2 separate regions of the Mus musculus genome follow, and region 2 is linked to region 1. The links are chromatin contacts, called in public promoter capture Hi-C maps. All regions are on one chromosome and are shown on one strand. The core of a region is the stretch at or near the end of the contact, and the rest is flanking DNA. Distances in the headings are between cores, read along the strand shown. Region 1 overlaps Rfc1 (replication factor C (activator 1) 1). Region 2 overlaps Klb (klotho beta).

Evidence for each region. Capture Hi-C pulls out chosen DNA fragments and counts their contacts.
Region 2: a contact with region 1 is called in a promoter capture Hi-C map of adipose tissue. The contact joins two enhancer-like sites. A contact is called at or near these places in 1 of 39 promoter capture datasets (hippocampal neurons), 4 of 484 Hi-C or Micro-C datasets (the HPC-7 cell line, bone marrow-derived macrophages, embryonic heart and 1 more), 2 of 115 datasets of contacts at active chromatin or transcription factors (bone marrow-derived macrophages and embryonic stem cells) and 2 of 9 other capture datasets (adipose tissue and pancreatic islet).

The regions. Positions count from the first base shown.
Region 1 is chr5:65,272,388-65,276,411 of GRCm38.p6, forward strand. It overlaps Rfc1 (replication factor C (activator 1) 1), which reads right to left. Exons shown (of 25, transcript NM_001347357.1): 16 at 3,303-3,394; 17 at 2,995-3,132; 18 at 1,988-2,083; 19 at 1,564-1,662; 20 at 1-145. Among named protein-coding and RNA genes, the nearest start is that of Rfc1, 61 kb to the right of the region's middle. Within about 2 kb of position 1,769, at least 13 of the 459 cell types and tissues checked have an H3K27ac peak or open chromatin away from gene starts, as enhancers often do. A contact at or near this core is called in adipose tissue, where this site is marked.
Region 2 is chr5:65,373,146-65,377,169 of GRCm38.p6, forward strand. It overlaps Klb (klotho beta), which reads left to right. Exons shown (of 5, transcript NM_031180.2): 3 at 2,535-2,803. Among named protein-coding and RNA genes, the nearest start is that of Rpl9, 16 kb to the right of the region's middle. Within about 2 kb of position 1,811, at least 5 of the 459 cell types and tissues checked have an H3K27ac peak or open chromatin away from gene starts, as enhancers often do. A contact at or near this core is called in adipose tissue, where this site is marked.

The DNA of each region.
Region 1 (4,024 bases), core at 519-3,018:
CAGGCTTTACATGCAGGTAGTTCTCCTGGACAAAGAGGGGTGCTATGGAATAGTCATGGAAGAAGAGATCTGACTTGTCCATCAGTGACATGTGTGCAGTCTCCTCTCCAGCTGCAAACACTTTCCGAGTGACATCAAATGGGCCCTGCCAACAAGGGGCAGAAAATGACTGAATGACCAAAACCTAATACTGGTGAAGATGACGCTGGAGCAATAGGCACCTTCACTGCCTGCTGAGGAGAATTATATGATACTTTAGGGGTTCCAAATGACCTAAAATTATGTTTACACAAAATCCTACACATAGTGTTCTAGCACTTTCATCCCAACTGTGGAATCTAGAAGTACTAAGATACTTCTTCCAGTAACCGAATGATAAATAAACTGATATATCTCAGGCCTTGGACTCAACAATTTTAATAAAAATATCAGCCATGAATGTTGGGACACACCAGTAATCCTAGCACTTAGAGATGAGGTTCAAAGCCTGCCTCAGCTACATACTGAGCTTCAGGCCAGCTCAAGTGAGTTACCAGCAATGCAATCTCAAAAGACCATACAAACAAAAAGAACAGTTCATTAAAGGACATGACGGAGCCTTGAATGTACACACTCTACTGTGGGAAAGAAGTCAATCTCCAAAGGCTGCACACTGTATGATTCCCACTACATGGCACTCAGGCAAAACCATGGAGATGGAAGACTGGTGGTTATAGAAGGAGGGGGACTGGAGAGATGACTCAGCAGTTAAGAGCACTGACTGCTGCTCTTCCAGAGGTCCTGAGTTCAATTCCCAGCAACCACATGGTGGCTCACAACCATCTGTAATGGGATCTGATGCCCTCTTCTGGTGTGTCTAAAGACAGCTGCAGTGTACTCATATACATAAAAATAAATAAACCTTTTTTTAAAAAAAGAGGAAGGAATTAAGGATGCCGAGTCTGAGCCCAGGGAAACTACTGTAGTTCTGCAGTGGTAGAACACACCACTGCCCGCCTGTGAGAAAACACAGAGTGTGCAATGTCAAGAATGAGCCCTAGTGAAGTTACTGACTGAGACTCTGGTGCAGGATGCTAAATGAAGTGTACGCTGGAGTGGCTTGCATGGGAAACCTCTGTGCCTTCTACTACATTTTGCTGCAAACTTAAAACTACTTCAAAATCTAAAGTATATCATTTCTTTTTTTAAAAAAGCTAACTATCTATAATTTTGGATAGTAAAGCAGAGCAGAGACAAGAGATAGAGACCTCTAGCTTTGGAAGTTAAACTAACGCACTTGAAACATAGAATTCCCAATAGTACAACCACGGAGGCCACAAATGCATGCAGAAGGTCCAATGGAAAAATCGCTCTCAGTGAGGAAGCATGGGGCTCATTTAAAATATCCCTTTTCATCAGTCTATAAAGATGGCCATGCTAGAAAAAAAGCTCACTGTCTACAGGTCTGACAAGTCTGTGAGCTCTAGAAGTACACCAAGAGATAATTATGTCTACAAAGCTAATATAAGCAGGACAAGAAACACCAACTTCATAACATAACTAAAAAATGGAAACTCATTTTACCAGTCTGATATCCTTCTTAGCCCTCTGAGAATCAGCCTTGGCTTGGTCATAGGTCAGGGCCTTACTTTGTGCACACCACATACTGAGATTGTGTAAAACCTAGAAAAAACACAAAGACGACAATGCCAGGATGAGAAATGGCTGCTCTTTTCCTATCCTGTGCAAGTTTCGAGAGTGGGCAGCTAAAGTACTGACAACTGCCAAGAGCTAGAAGCTGGCTCAGCTGCTCTCCCAACACCCACAAAGCAGCTCGCAGCCATCTGTAACTCCAGTTCCAGGGAGTCTGATGCCCTCTTTTGGCCTCTGCCAATCTAGACACACAAGTGGTAAGTCACATAAATACAGGCAAAATATCCACACACATAAAATAATAAAATTAAATTTAGAAAAGTAACAACTTCCCCAAAATAAATATCTAACTCACCTGTCTGACATCTTGATTAGCTCCCAAAATTATTTCATTCATAGCTGGAGGGGGGATTTTTAAACCCTCTTTAAATGCAATAGACAGCATTGCACTCTGAAATTAACAAACAAGAAAATTGTCATTGACATTTTTTTAACACATAGCATCTGCAATTCTATGGATATTTATGAGATTCTTTTAAAACTGACCCTTGAGTTGGGTTGCTTAAGCCTTTAATCCTAGCATTCAGGAGGCAGAGGCAGACAGATCTCTATTGAGTTCCAGGCCAGCCTGGTCTACAGAGAGAGCTACAGGACAGCCAGGGCTACACAGAAGCCCTGTTTTGAAAAAAAAAATTGACCCTTGAGTTTTCAGTTATCAATCATCATATCTTAGGTAAAACTCACTGGTTACCGCACTGACACTGCCTAAAGTTAAAAATCAACCTTTATATAAATATAATAATGTCATTTTAAAAATATTCTGGGCTAGTGTGCAGGCTAGTTTTACATCAACCTCACAGAAACTATCTGAGAAGAGGAAAAACTGACTGACAAAAACCTCCCTAAGATCAGGCTGTAGGCAAGCCGGAAGGGCATTTTCTTAATTAGTGACTAATGGGAAAGGGTACAGTCTATGATAGGTGGGGCCAGCCCTGGGCTGGTGGCCTGAGTTCTATAAGAAAGCAGGCTGGGCAAGCCATTCAGCAGCATCTACCATGAATCAGCTCCTGCCTCTCTCAACTCCTGACTTCCTGGCAAATAACCTTTGCCCTTCAAGTTGTCTTGTCAGTATTTCATCATAGTGACAGGAACCCTGAGACAGCAAGATGGGTACAGGCATTTCCCATCATGCCTGGTGCCTGCGACTGATCCTAGAACCCCCATAAGTGAACTGACACCCAGAAATGCCCTGTTACCTCCACATGTACACCCTACTGCATTGCATGAGCGTGCACGTGTATGCCTGTGAACACACATACTCCCAAAATTTTTTTAAATTCTTTGTAATTATAATCATCATACCTTAATCTGTTCAACTCGAGGTCTTTGGAAACGAAGATCAAAACAATAATGAACCAATGAGCGAATTTTGGGGTGGTTTCTATCATTGCACATACAAATGATGGGAATTTTAGTATGCTTTATCAGGCCTATTAGCTCCTAAAAGACAAATTTAGAATATGAGGATAATTATTTTTATAAAATAACAGATATTCAATATATTTTAGTATTTTTTAAAAGCTCTCAACTGCTACAATTATCCATGCACATAACGGTTATTTTCTTAATTAAAGCCCACAGTAAAACAGAAGCCACAGTGCTTGTGTTACCTGAATTCCACCCCTGTCTTCATTGCCTGCCATGCCATCGACCTCATCCATGATGAGGGCGTGCCTCGCACTCACGGAAGGAGCCGCTCCACCTGACCAGGGGAAAGAACACAGAACACAGTAAGAGTCAACACACATTTAAACTCCAACAGCTCCAAGAGTGAAGCCATGAAAGCAAACTCTCTTCCCAGCAGTTCACTAAAGTCCATGTAGAGATAGCCAATACATACTTAAAACCTGTGTGCATAAAAATATGTACCTTGTGGGCTTTCACTTAATACATCTTGGTTATTGATCTGTTTCCATCCATCCATCCACCCATCCATCAGTAACACTTCTCTTCTTTTTAAGATTTATTATATGTAGTGGGTATTTTGTCTGCACACCAGAAGAGGTAATGTCCATCCCCAAAACACTTCTTTTTAATGTAATTTAATATTCTCCTTTAAAATGCATAGTAATGTAGTTTATTGATAAGATATTAAGATGCTCAAGCTTTTATATCATACTAATATGTAAATATCCTCATATGTGTGCATGTGTCTACATGTGAGAGTACATTTGGCTGTATGATGAGAGCATGTGGTGTGTGTTTAAGTGTGTGAGCATGTATGTCTGTGTGTGTGTATACTTGTCTGTGTGTGCATGTGTATGTGTGTGTATGTCTATGTGTGCGTGTGTATGTGTGTCTGTGTGTGCATGTATCATTCTACACATATTAA
Region 2 (4,024 bases), core at 561-3,060, 100 kb after region 1:
AGATGACTCGGTGGGCAAATTACTTGCTATGCAAGCAAGAGGTCCTGAGTTTGACCCCCAGCACCCGAATAAAACAGGTGGGTGCAGGACTGGTGAGATGGCTCAGCCAGAAAAGGCACTTGCCACAAGCCAGACCCTGAGTTCAATCCTGGGGCTCACATGATGGAAAGACGGAAGTGACTTCAGCAAGATGGCCTCACACATGCGCTGAGACATGAACTCATCCACACAGAGGCATCACACATGCACACACATGTGCCACACACACAAACACATACACCACACATACACACACTCACCACACATATGCATTTACACAGACACACACATCCACCACACACACACACATGCCCCACACATACTCACCCCCACACAGGTACCACACACACATACACACACACATACATGGTCACCTCCCACACACACTTCCTTCACCACAATACATAAAATATAACTTAAATAAATAAGTCCTAAATGTGGAGAGAAATCCCAGCTCCTGCAGGAAAGATATTTCAGAGGAGATTTTAGAAAGAGCAAGTCCCTCTCCCAGTCTCCCCACCCACCTGGCTCTGCAAAAAGGAACAGCTTAGAACGCAGCCACACCCAACTACATGAACCTGAAGGAAGGGTGGCTCATATGATAATATATACAGGCCCTTGGGTCAAATGTCTTTCACTTGGACAAAGGGGTTTACCTGTTCCACCCTTCTTCATAACACCACACTACTGGGAAACCAGAACCACGACTTGCTGAAACACATTTGTCATTTTGAAATTTCTTGTCATGGTTTTCAACCTTTCTTTCAAGGAAGGATTTTTCTTTCTTTTTTTTTTTTTTTTTTTTTCTTTTTTTCCTCGAGACAGGGTTTCTCTGTGTAGCCCTGGCTGTCCTGGAACTCACTCCGTAGACCAAGCTGGCCTCGAACTCAGAAATCCGCCTGCCTCTGCCTCCCGAGTGCTGGGATTAAAGGCATGTGCCACCACTGCCAGGCTATCAAATCTCATTATAGATGGTTGCAAGCTACCACGTAGTTGCTGAGGATCTCAAGCCCCCTGAAAGAGCAGACAGTGCTCTTCACCACTGAGCCATCTCTCCAGCCTCTGGATTTTCTACCTTTTAGAAAAACAATGTTAATGATAATTAGATGGCAAAATGCAGTGATGAGGCATCTCTCTGAGGGGAATAAAAGGGCGTTGCTGTTGTTGTTGTTTGTTTGTTTTAAGAAAAATGGTTCAAGTGGGGGATAGGGAGATGGCTCAGCAGTTGAGAGCACCAAGCACCGCCTGCTCTTACAGAGGTCCCAGGTTCAATTCCTGGCACACTAACTCTAACCACCCACATGGCAGCTCACGACTGTCTGTAACTGAAGTTCTTCTGAATACGCTTTATCAGGCCTCCCTGGATACAGACACAGAGAGAGCTCACAGATAAACATGCAGGCAAAAACACTCCTGCATGGGAAATAAAATTAAAATAATAAAAATTTTTAAATGATTCAGGGCTAATTTCAGTTTTTACTGTAGACCAGGTTGGCCTTGAACTCACAGAGATCTGCCTGCCTCTGTCTGCAGAGTGCTGGGATCAAAGTCGTACACTGCTACACCTGGCTCCCACTCAGAGTTTGAAAGCTGAGAAAGCCCTTAGAGAACATCCTTCCCGATATTTTCCTTTGCAGATGAGGTAACTGAGGCTCTGCACCTTGCCCAACAGCTCCTGCCCCAAGATGCAGCAGGACCTGGCCTGGGCCTGTTGCCCTTCAGCCCAGCCACCTCTCACACCACTTCCATGCCTTCCGCCTGCATTTGCTGTGACGTCCTGAGAGCTGGTATTTTCAGTCCCTGGAGGACAATTTCACAGAACAGACAGTAGTACACAGACAGGAACTAGCCCAAACTCGGAATGAGAAACTCTGGGTCGCCAGTCAACATCTATATCCCAAAAGGCTCTGGAACTGCCGAGCCCCAGGACACAGATCTGCGCACTAAATATCACCTCATCCCACTTTTTAAATTTTTGAGATGGGGTCACACTATGTAGCTCTGGATGACCTGGAACTCAATATGTTGACCAAGCCAAACTTGAACTCAGAGATCTGCCTACCTCTGCTTCCTGAGTGTTGAAATTAAAGGCATATACCATCCGTCATACCCTGCTAAACAATGTGATTAAAAACGTGTAACTATCAGGAAGAATGTTTTAATGAGATCTTCCAACTATCACTCACCAGGGTAGGGAGTGCGTACTGTTTATTTCTTTTGAGTGTAGGGCGCATGTGGAAGTCAGAGGACAACTTTTGACACTTGGTCCCCTTGTACCATGCAGGCCTCTGACTCAACTTTGTCAAGCTTCATAGTAGGTGCCTTTACAGATGCAGCTATTTTGCTGGCCCCAAATCAATAATTTGTGGTTTGATATAAAATGCTTGATATTTAGGAAAAGAGTTACTTTTGTAATGTGCTGTGTCCTGGCACTTTGTAAACGAACTAGAATGTTTTAGTCCTCTGAAAATCGCTGCTTCCTTTTCTCTGTGCAGCAATAAAATTTGATGAAATCCGCGTGTTTGGTTATACGGCCTGGACTCTCCTGGATGGCTTTGAGTGGCAGGATGCCTATACGACCCGACGAGGGCTGTTTTATGTGGACTTTAACAGTGAGCAGAAAGAGAGGAAACCCAAGTCCTCGGCTCATTACTACAAGCAGATCATACAAGACAACGGCTTCCCTTTGAAAGAGTCCACGCCAGACATGAAGGGTCGGTTCCCCTGTGATTTCTCTTGGGGAGTCACTGAGTCTGTTCTTAAGGTAAGTGGCTACAGCTGAATTAACCACGCACCAGGGGAGATAGTATACAGTATGGTTTTTTGTTTTGTTTTGTTTTACAGTATGTTTTTACAAGTGTAAAATACATGTAAGGATATCTTAGTCATTGTTCTGTTGCTGTGAAGAAACATCATGACCACAGCAAGTCTGGGGTCTTCAATTGGGGCTGGTTCACAACTCATCAGCATGGTGAGAAGCATGGCAGCATGCAGGCAGACACGGTGCTAGAGAGGTCGCCCTATGAACCAATGGAGGCCATTTTTATTCAAACCATCACAGATGCTTTGCCTGCATATATGTCTGTCTGCCTGGTGACCACAGAGGCCAGAAGAGTGCATTGGATGTCCTAGGATTAGGGATATGTGTGTGCTTGTGTGTGTGTGTGTGTGTGTGTGTCTGTGTCTGTGTCTGTGTGTGTGCCTTTCACACAGATACTATGAAAGACTATTCAACGTTCTTAACTGCCATGCCTCCAACCCTGTGTGTTTGCATATGTGGTGCATATTGCAGTCCATGCAGAGGTTAGAGGACAAACTGTGGAGTTAGTTATTTCCCTCTACCTTTTTTGGGTTTGAGGGATTGAACTCAGGTCTCGAAGCTTCTGAGTAAATGCTTCCCCCTCTGAGTCATCTCCCCCACCCGAATCCACTATCTGTTTAGTTAGGTTTTTTCAAGACAGGGTTTCTCTGTGTAGTCTTAGCTACCCTGGAACTCTCTCTTGTAGACCAGGCTGGCCTCAAACTCACAGAGATCTCCCGAGTGCTAGGATTAAAGGCCTACCCGGAGAATCCACTGGCTTTTATTATACAGAATAGTGTGTTTCACTATCAGCACATCATATGTGTATAAGATACACTTTGATCTTTTTTTTACCTCCACATTGTATCCCTTATATTCCTCCTAATGGCCCTCTTCCATTTGGGGGTGCATCTTTATGTGGTCTCTCTCCCAGATAATCGCATGCATTGTCTGCAACTAGTGTTTTCTGGAGGGTTGTAACGCACAGTGCATTTTGTTTGATCTTGCCTTGTTTTGTGGCAAAATGCCCTTTTGTAAACATCTTTTCAACAATACTGGGATGCTCTGAACTTTTCAAAACACTGGAGCTGGTCTAGGCTGGGAAGACAGCTCAAGTAATTCATTTTACATGGGCTAAACTTCAAGCTCACGTGACCAATGCTCTCTGAGTTTAATGTTCTAGAT